Regions from separate parts of the Drosophila melanogaster genome. Here region 1 is linked to region 2. Evidence: chromatin contacts called from public HiChIP or PLAC-seq data. All regions are on one chromosome and are shown on one strand. Each heading gives the region's core, a stretch centred on a gene start, on an enhancer-like site or on the middle of the called end of the contact. The rest is flanking DNA. Distances are from core to core; before and after follow the strand shown. Region 1 holds the start of Spf45 (Spf45,). Region 2 holds the start of lt (light).

Region 1 (5,121 bases), core at 1,475-3,974, 140 kb after region 2:
ATATACAATCACAAGACCAAACACGATACCACTGGACCACTGGATACCCTGTACACATATTTCTCAACAGTGACAGAATGGTATACGAAGTCGACACGAGATACTGCCCAACACAAAAAGCCCACTACAGAAAGGCAAATTAGAAAATCCATTTAAACTAGCCTAAAATCTAGAACAGACTGACCCTGACCATTACAAAATCACTAATAGAAATAGAGTTACGCACTACTACAAAACAAAAGAAAAATAATCTACTTTCAATTTCACAGCCATCTGGTACCTGATGACATTATTGCTTATAACCAATTATTAATCGTATCCCACATACCCACTTACTTTTCACTAATAAACACAATTAAAATAATCCAATTCCATAGTCGGCTTCATTACGAAGAAAATTACTCACAACGTTTTGACTTCGACCGATTTTCTTGGCTATTACACAGTGTTTTAAACCAGATTCAATATAGCCTTTGATTTGACCTTTTTCAAAATCGGATAAAGGTTTTCCGCGGACCATTTGAGAAAAAGATTAAAAAAGATAATTTATATTTTAGAATACAAAAGAATTTAACTTTTTACAATCACGCGGTCAAACAAAAAGTAAAGTCAAAAGCGTAAAACCTATTCAGTTAAGCCAAAAAATTGAAGATTTTTTGTTGTTTTTGAAAAAAAAAATGATATAAAAACAAATTTAAGAGATCAGAAACTTTGCTATTTAACAGCTATTAATAACTGAGCTATTCATACATACAAATTTGTTTCGGATTTAAAAATAGTCAACCTATTCAGTTGAGCGGCACTGTGCATTGATTCGGCTATTACTATTTCTAAGCTAAATAATAACAACGTTAAGGCTATGCAAAACAGGAATTTTGTAAATGGAGACAATTGATAAAAAATAATAAATATTTAAAGTCTAGAAACTTGTAAAGTGAAGGGCATTTTTTGTCAAATTAACAATGCATGAGCATACGTGTGCACACATACAGTTGCCGGCTGTCACTGTATGAGCTGTTTGCTGTAAAAAAACAGCTCCGAAAAAATCGTTTTCAAAAAAATCGTATGGCGTTACGCATCTTGTTATTCTAGTGTCTTTGGTCCAACCAACATAGCATAAGGTCTAAAGCCAGGGGTATTCCACTTTGTTACCTAAACTGTGTAAGCGACCCCAACAATAAAAATATACATAAATATGGTCAAAATGTTTTTGTTTGATAGAAAGTAGTTTTTAATAGAAATTTACAAGACTAGTTCTGTGCGGTAAACATTTTTTAGGCTATCAATAACTTAGAAAAAAATAAATGCAATCTTAGTTGTATTAGTTCTAATGTAATTGGAAACATTTAAACTTATCATAGTTGTAAAACCCCGCTCGCACTTGACGTCCTCCAAAAAAACGTCCATTAAGGTCCACTACAGCTGCAAAGAAAAATAAAAGCTAACTATTTACCAAACAAAGTATTCACATATGTATAAAAACCTTTAATTGCACTTTCGATCCGCCTAAACTCTACGAATATTTTAACTGCATCTTCTGGCACAGTTCCGAACGATTCGTGAATGATTACACTGTTCACTTCCCCGTACTTGGTGTTGCATTCGTCTTTTACCTCGGGTTCCAATTCTTCGTCAACGTCCCCGGGTCCTACCATGTTGCGTAGAAGAACAACCTTGCTTGGTGATTTCATAATCTCCGTAATGCTGTATCCGATGTCACCACTCTCAGCCGCCGTGTCTACCATCTGGGGAGGAGGCATGGCCTTGTGGCTGGGACTTGTTCCTATTTGGGAGCCAATAGAAGGTGGCGACAATGCTAGGGGTGGCAGAAAAACGTCTTTTTCGTGTATGATCCGTCCACCACGTTTGGAGGTTTTCTCTACTTGAAGAGCTATGGCCATGCCCTGCTCCGATTTTCCGAGACCTTGACCATCCTTAAACCCATATTTTGCCATAATTTTGGCGGCCACCGAGCTGGCAGAATATGGCATAGTATTAGTGGCTTCACAACCACTATCAATGGACATTTCTTGGAGGGAAGGAGGGGGAGCGATTGTGGCACCTCCCTGTTTAGCTACAAGGCCCGGAGATGGCAAGTACATGTCATCATCGTTTTGCCGGTGGCCAAACCCGCTGAGCTTCAGGTTAGGGGCTGAGACTTCGTCTCTATAAAATTCTCGACGACCGACGCGTCCACGTTTACGATCTTTTTCTTTGTCATCTCGGTCTTCTCGATCACTTACGCCTGCTCGATTTTTGTCACTGCCATTACTTTTCTCTTTAAGTTTTTCATATTCATTTGGCCTTTGAGGATCGTATTCATCGGCAACGTCCCAGTCCCCCCTGTTTATCCTTTCCAGTATGGATGGAAGGGCTTTACCACTTATTAATGGTTTGGATACAACTGTAGTAATTGGAGCAAAACATGTAACTTCTGGATCTGCAAGGCGTTTGGACCTTAGATTAACCACTGGCGTCATAAGCTACATAGGGTGTATTAATAATTGTATGATCTATATCGGCAGATTGTATACTCACTGGTTTTTTGACAGCCATTTTTACTGCCAGCTGGGTCTGTAACATTTTTATTCCCGAAGACCATCCATCAATCTGGCTAGATCGAGCCCTCGTATCAATGCCGTCATACAAATCCATTAACAAATATATCAATACTAGCACCACCTTAAGATATTGATGACAACGAGCTTCAACAATGTTTTTATTTATTTTCAAGGCCCGATAGATTTAATGACTATCAACTGTTCGACTTAATGTCCGATTCACACAGAGCCATATCACTGCAAGAAAGGATGCCCTATCGGGCAAGAACAGATAAGCTACAATAGAAAAAAGTTTACAAATCTATTTATTTATTTAAATTTATTTTAAAATTTTTCTAACACAAAAAAACGCATGCGTCTATTTTATGTTGAAACTTAAGTCAACTACATGGGTCATCGAACTGTTTTTAATTTCACTGTTTTACTAAAATAAAAACTATTGCACAACGATTGCCTTGCATCTATGGCATAGTCATAGTTAGTAGAGCTTACGACTTACACGCTAAATATTATCGATATTGAAGAAAAAAATTAAGAAGAGCTTACAGTTGTTAAAAACAAGTCGTACTTCATAATGTTTTCGTTGCTTTCAAAATAAATACCTTGAAAGAAGGTATTTAATTACCTATGCACGATAAGATACTACTATCATCGAATATATAGGAAACAAACCCCTTTAAACGCTACGAAACAAGGAAAATGTTACTACTTCTATTCATGAGAGTGTGGGCGGGGCTTAAATCGAATAACTTTGTATAAAGATTTCCCATAGTTAACACAAGTTAAACTTCTTAAAACTAATAAAAGCAAAACAAGCATCAATTTTTCACAATTCAAAATTTTATGATAAATAATGCTTGAGAGAGCCAGTAAGAGCGTCGTCTGTTTAGCCGAACCATTTGATTTTGTAATGGTTTTTGTAGCGATAAATTGTGCAACAGTTAATGTATAGTGGATTGAACTGTAGTTACTCGATTGCCAAGACATAATAAATCGACTGAGAAAGTAAAGGAAGATTCCTGCGGGGAATGTGCTTTTCGTAAGTTTTGCATATCTTAGCATTTTCATTGTGTCATTTAAAGAGATTTGTAGATTAGTGTTGATCAAGATCATACAGAATTGCCAATTACATGCGGCACGGGGACTACCGATGTCTAAGCAAAGACATTCGAATATCAAGAGGTTTGTGACGGCCAAAATTGCTCTTACTCCGCCTCGCGTGAAATTGAGAGCGTAGAAGACGATTTTCGAACCGAAATTAATATTGATCTAAGAAGCGAAGTTACATATTTAAAAATGATTTAAAAATTAATGCCTTGACCATTATTGTTTTTATTCTTAATGTTATTTAAATTATTATCAACCGTTCACATAAATATATTTTATTGTTTATAATTAATATTTGTAAAATGGTACTGGAGACATACTTCAACATGAGACTGTGAGCAACATAACAGAATTAAAATTATGTTTATTATTTCAACTAATAAATCAAATGAATTTTATCTAAAATTGTGGATAAAACTTTTGTAATTTAAAAAATAAATTTAAAAAATATATATACATTTTAAAAAATGTATTTCATAAAAACTATACAAACATACATACATAGTTAAAAATGAATATTTATATAATAAATATAAATATACAACTTGTTGCTAAATTTTAGGGCACGACATGCGGATTTCATACGTCGCGAGCTGAATACTGTGAGGAGTCTTAAAACTCTCAAAAAATACAACTTAGGAAAGCTGCTTAGCAACAGCGAAGACGGCTGGAATGTGAGAGTTGTCAGGCGGCCAGGTCGAACGGAAAATAATGGACCTTGGACCCCGACAAAGTGGAGAGACCGTGAACTAACGGTATTGCGCTGGACCTTTGACTCGAGCTCTGGACGGCCAAGGCCCAAGGTCGAACGGTAACAATGCGGACTTTGGACGAGCACAAAGAGGACGCACCTTGAACTAACGTGGCCTTGTACCTGAGCGGACCGTGCACAAAAAAATAACGCGATCCCCGCGACCACCTATACCAACAAGGCGACAAGAGATTCGCGAGTGGGAACGAACAGTGAGAAAGTAAGAGTAACGCCGCGAACAGTCAACCCGTCAGTGAAAAACGCGCACCCGTCGACAAGGTAACGGTCTGTGAGAACGCGCAGGACGTAGAAGGGAATTAGCCAGTGAGCGGACATACAAGGACAATCACTCCAGGTGAAGAACGGTGCAATGCAGAGATCCGCGGAGCACGATAACACAAGAACCTGGTCAGAAGGGACAGTGGAGTCAGTGGTCGGTAAGGGTAGTCCCTGGCCGAGTGTTGCCTTAACCAGTTGACGATATACCCTGGCCCATGACATCCTAATCCCTTTCGATCCTGCACGTGTTCCGTTGTCAGGGACACACAGGAAGATGAAGGCAAGGCGTCGCAGGAGCAACGCCGCGCAGCAGACGGCGATCAGCAGTCAGCCGTGAAATACTACAATAAAGCGCCCTTAATCTGAAACTCTGTCTTCTCCTTGGTCAGGTACTCACACAAATCAAAAATTTGATGGGACGAA
Region 2 (5,464 bases), core at 2,465-4,964:
TCACTAGCTTATCTTTTGTTTGAAGCTGTTCGCGATCTCGTACCGATTAAGACTGATCTTCTACTTCGTAATCCTGATCCAATCAACCTCGGCCAGAAGCTTTTGATTCGAACTTTTTGAACTTGCAGTTATGTTTAGAATAAAAGCTTTATGCTGAAGCTATTTCCCAGCATTGTGAAATTGAAATTTGCTGACTGGTCTCCAAGTGGAGATTGTGTTTACTTTAAGTTTGGTTATTTATCGGGTGGCGACAAAAACAAGAGCAAAGGCAACGCTGCTGAGATTGGAGTTTGAAATTATTATATTAACTGGGGCAGAGTGCTATATTTACGGTTGGATAACTTGCCCACTTGTGTATATTTCCCCACGGCACGATCCGACCGCATTCTGATTCTCAAACTACTTAAGGCTACTACTTATGCGAAGTAATTGTTGTCATTTTGTTTTTTCTGGCATTTGCATCGGTTGACTATTTTTGTTTGCTTCAATGCGACATTAATGTACTGTTTTTATTGTCACTGCACTACTCATTTAAGTTAAGCGAGCTTCGCCTTCCACGGTATAGATCATTAGGACTGTGTGATACTGGACAGAATCCTTTTCAATGTATGGTGGTAAGACGCCGCCGCACTGACCCCTTGTTGGTCTTCGCTAATTTTAATACCATTACATTACATTACTGCGATGAAACTAATGGTATGTTGCACGCCTAGGATCTCGTTCTTTACTTCCACGGTGTTGATCACATTGGCCGTATTGTTAGAGGCCTTAGACTCTTTGCAACCCATCTGCAACTTTCTTATTAAAAGGAAAGTCTTTCCATAGGATGATCTTTTGGCTTGAAACAATGAGTAATTTTTTACGATGGACTGGTTATCTGACACTCGTTTATTGTCGAACTGCATTTTCCTTGTGCCCCTCCGACCATATAAAAAATATATATTCTTGATCAGGATCAATGGCCGAGTCGATCAGGTCATGTCCGTCTGTCCGTCCGTCCGTATGATCTCTCAGCAACTATAGAAGCTAGAAAGTTGAGATTAAGCATGCAGTTTCCAGAGACATAGACCGTTTTGTTCATTATTGTTGTCACGACCACTCTGACGCCTACGAAGCACGCAAAATGGGCTTTTTTATTTTTATTACTCACGTATTTGAATAAGCTGTGTCTCCTCCTTCTTAGGATTCTATTGAAAGCCACTCTTCCAACGGGGGGAGTATGTTGGGTCAGCAATTTCTAATATGTTTTTTTTTTATATTTGATGCCGACTTTTGCGACACAATTTAGCGGCACCTCAGCTGTGCCATTATCTTCCTTATCTAAACTCCTCTCTCGCGAGCTCTTTCTCGTGACGTGATTTGCGCATATACTATAAATAGTGCAAGTCTTCCAAAGCTATTTAAAGCTTTAAGACATAAATTAATTCGCTATTATTGCTGAGTGCGATGTTGAGCAACAATTTCTGTCTGCAATAATCAGACAAATTAAAGGCAGGGAACATTGAAAATAGCTCCGTTGCAATACGTAAGTGCAAGTACATAACCAAATAACGGAAGCTGCCGCTAATTCTTCTTTGCGCTCATCTTCCCGCTTGAACTGAATTTCGTGTCGCTGTTTCCGCCGTTTCGTTGTTGTTGCTGTTGCCATGGCTGCTAAAAATTCTGGATACATTACCGCATATCGGATTGCAACTATGCTATAGCATTGGATTTGTTACAAAACAGATTTGCTAATCGTCGTTTAGTATTCCAGGCACACATTACTGAGATTATGGTTGATTCTCTTTCGATGATTTATGAACTGTCGGATAATTTTAGCGCTCATATCCGTGCGCTAAATGGAATGGGGTCAACGGAACAAATTGCTGGAAGTGCGCCCATGTACTTATCCAAAAGCTGGGTGCGGAGATTCATGCGAAATGGGTGGAGCATTTGGAAGACCCATTGTTCAAAAATGCAATTACGACGTGGGAATCCATGACATCGTTTGTGGTGCAGCGATGCAGGACGCTGGAGAACATGGTGTTCGCCATGGCAAGTTAAGCACTAGACAATCATTTGGAATGTAACAGAATATCTGGTTTGCGTAAGTTTACCCTTCTTGACTCAAGCCTCAGCCCTGCGAAATGTGTCTTCTGCAGTGCTTCTGGTGCCCAGTTCAATTTATTACTGCCAGAGGTTTACGAACCTGAACCCAGAAAGTCGGGTTTAAGAAGCGAAGGAACTGGCTCTTTATTTGAATTGCCTCAAGTCTGGGCATCAACTGAGGGAGTGCAACTCCGGCATTTGCCGCGCGCATCTATGCACCACAGCCTGCTTCACCTAGAAAACTTGGCCTCGCCTTCCCGTCATAAAAGATCACCTGAGAAACGCTTACTTCTCACTCGCATCCTCTGCACTGAATCCTCTGCAGCTCCTTAGCCTCTTAGCTCCTTGACGTGCTCTGCTCAACTGCACATTAAAACAACTCAATTCGCAAATAAGCTTCAACTCAGGAAGTCAAAATCGGCAGCTTGTTTTACCGTAATAGGCGATTTTTCAGACAGATGGTTTGTCAGTAAACATTCCAATACGATCTTAAACGTCTATAATACTCGACCAACATCACTGCTGGTATTGCATCCGATATAATTAAAAGTCAGCCGTCCTTGAATATTGACATTAGCAACTGGAACATACCCCAAAACCTTAGGCTCGCGGACCCAGAGTTTTATCGTTCTCAACAATTTATTACTGCCAAAGCTTTAAGAACCTGAACCCATCATGTCGATTGGAAGAAGCAAATAGACATGCTCTTTGTTTAAGACTGGGCATCAAGTAAGGCAGTGCAACTCCAGCAATTGCCGTGTGTGCGGATCTAAGCACCACACCCTGCTTCATCAGGAAAACTCAGTCTCGCCTTCAAAACATAAAAGATCACAGACTGAAGCTTGCCTCTTACTCGCATTATGCCGAAGAACCACCTGCATTGCCTGGAACGTGTGCTGCTCTTCTTGCACAGGATCTTGGTAAGGATGTTTTGCTCCTAGCCTCTGGAACCATATTAGTGAGGAACCGTTAATAAATCTTCGTCCGTGCTTATTAGCTAAACATGAAGAGGACTTAGAATTTCTGAATCAATTGATGTCTTTGCAAGCCTTCAGCTCGATATCTGTTGACAAGTATGCTTATAAAAAATGTGTACCCACAAAATACACTATAAAGAATTTATTTAAGTATTTAAGTGTAAGCAAATTGTCGATAACGGCATTGCTGCCTATCTAAAACTTTTGATGAAAGCTGAAAGTAGACCAAATTACTTACTTTATTATAAACATTAATATATAACATACCTTTATTTAAATTTTTCAATATTTTTTTTAATATCGGTAGAAAGTTGGAAAAAATACGAAAACTTAAAACAAAATTAGAAATTGTTCAAAAGTGTGGAAGTGACACAAGATTTTCGACAAATCGATAGAAATTTACAATACTAAAAATATATGAAAAAATGTCATAAAATTTTCAATAGGTTTGGGCGTGGCAGTTTTGGGAGGTTTGTTATTATATTGAATAAAAAAATTTCGTTTATTTAAGCACAGAACCCTTAATTTTTTACCTTTAAAGTCAAAAATTCAACTTATTTCTCAGCTTGTAAACAGTTTCTTGACAAACTGTATATATATTAGTGGGACACAGCTATAACATCGAATAATAAGACCGTTTTATAGTAATTATTATTGTCTATGGCGCTATTAGTAAATGTAAATAATAAAATAATACATCAGCTTGTGTATTTTCGTTGTTTGAAAATCAGAAATTTCCGTTTGCTTTAAATGGCTAAAGCGTTGCCGCTCATCAGTTGTGTATGATTTGTGGATGCTTTGCTAAACGCATGTTATTAAACTTTTGTTCATTCCAGGACTCTTGGGCCGATAGCATAAATGAGGAAGATGTGGAGCCCAAATTTAAGTATCACCGTCTCGCAAATGATTTAAAATACATGCTCAACGCTGATGTCATCACTTGTAGCGCTGTACACTTAAAGGTGTGAGCCAACCACATATTATATAAGTATTTTAAAAAACGTACATATTTAGTTTCTTATATTTGGAACTTTCCGAGGACGTGTTTGTATATTTGACCATCAAGGAAACTCAGTCTACTCAAATCTTAGCGCTAGCGAACGTCACACTCACCAAGTGGCAGTAAACAATATAGATGTAGATCATAAGGGCGAGTATGTGGCCACATGCTCCGACGACGGAAAAGTGAGTATCTGAGCTTGATAGCAATATAAAACTTAATTCTCTTTGCCTAGGTTAACATAACGGGATTGTTTAGCTCTGATAACAATCACAGTCTCAGCTTTGGCAAATTTATAAAGGTCGTATCACTGGAGCCCGATTCCAAAGCTCACATTAAAAGATTTGTAGTGGGTGAGTAATATGAATATTTTCTGTTAATTTATCGAGAGCAATTATTCTTTTTATTATTCTTTTGCAGGCGACGACAAACTTATCTTGTACGAGCGAAACTTGCTAAAGAAGCTTAAACCAGTTGAACTGTGCTCAGTCGAAGGCAGTGTTTTGTCAATCTGCTGGCATGGCAACTTTATTGCCTGGGCAAGTCACATAGGAGTTCGAGTCTACGATTTAAACGAAAGATGCTCACTTGGATTAATAAAGTGGGAGGTTCCTCCTCAGGAGCGATTAGAAAATTTTCGATGCCACCTTCGTTGGTCCAACAAGCATACATTATTAATTGGCTGGGTAGACACTATTCGAGTTTGCGTAATTCGAAAGAGAAATTCAATCGAAGCTTCAACTGGCAATCTGCCTGTCTACATTGTGGATCCAAGTATGTAAAGTTTATTAAAAAATCAACAGTGATTTACCGTAACCAAAGACATTAGAATAACAAGATGCGTAACGCTATTATTATTGAGTTTTATTATTACTAGTTTTTGTTCAAGAGCGTGAGAGTGGAGAGCTCTACTGCCATCAGCTCTTTTCTACGTATACAGAGACAGCTTGTATGCACACGTATGCTTATTCATTGTAAATTTGACAAAATGTGCCCTTCACTTTACAAGTTCTTAGACTTTAAATCTATATTATATATGATTAATTGGTACCATATAAAATATTCATGTTTTGCATTGCTTAAGGCAATGATATTATTATTTGAATAACACTTAGAAATAATAAATAACAAAATAAATTTCAAGTATGACTATATTAGAATATTTATCATTCAAGTATTCAGCTTGCGACGTGTTAAAAATTAGAGTAGACATTGGTTATTAGGTGCTTATAACCGCACGTCGTGCCTCAAGAATTCAACTTTGCATTAAACAGGTAGCATATTTGTATTTATTTTATAAATATTAACTTTTAACTATGTATGTTTGTATTATTTTTATAAAATATATTTTTAAATATGTATTTCCTTTTTTTGAAAATTATTGTTTTAAATTACAAAA

The links. HiChIP or PLAC-seq counts read pairs in DNA pulled down with a chosen protein or histone mark.
Region 1: a POLR2A S2P HiChIP or PLAC-seq map of the Kc167 cell line shows a contact between it and region 2, with 2.1 times the contacts expected there. The contact joins the promoter of Spf45 here to the promoter of lt in region 2. A contact is called at or near these places in 2 of 107 Hi-C or Micro-C datasets (both in the S2 cell line) and 1 of 6 datasets of contacts at active chromatin or transcription factors (the Kc167 cell line).

The regions. Positions count from the first base shown.
Region 1 is chr2L:23,065,662-23,070,782 of dm6, forward strand. It overlaps Spf45 (Spf45,), which reads right to left and starts at 2,725. Exons shown (of 3, transcript NM_001042961.3): 1 at 2,539-2,725; 2 at 1,484-2,483; 3 at 1,213-1,422. The coding sequence starts at 2,655. The coding sequence ends at 1,328. It overlaps lncRNA:CR43242 (long non-coding RNA:CR43242), which reads left to right and starts at 3,344. Exons shown (of 2, transcript NR_048041.1): 1 at 3,344-3,600; 2 at 4,231-5,063.
Region 2 is chr2L:22,921,081-22,926,544 of dm6, forward strand. lt (light) reads left to right here and starts at 3,715. Exons shown (of 12, transcript NM_001042950.3): 1 at 3,715-3,845; 2 at 3,902-4,027; 3 at 4,080-4,250; 4 at 4,301-4,418; 5 at 4,486-4,839. The coding sequence starts at 3,816.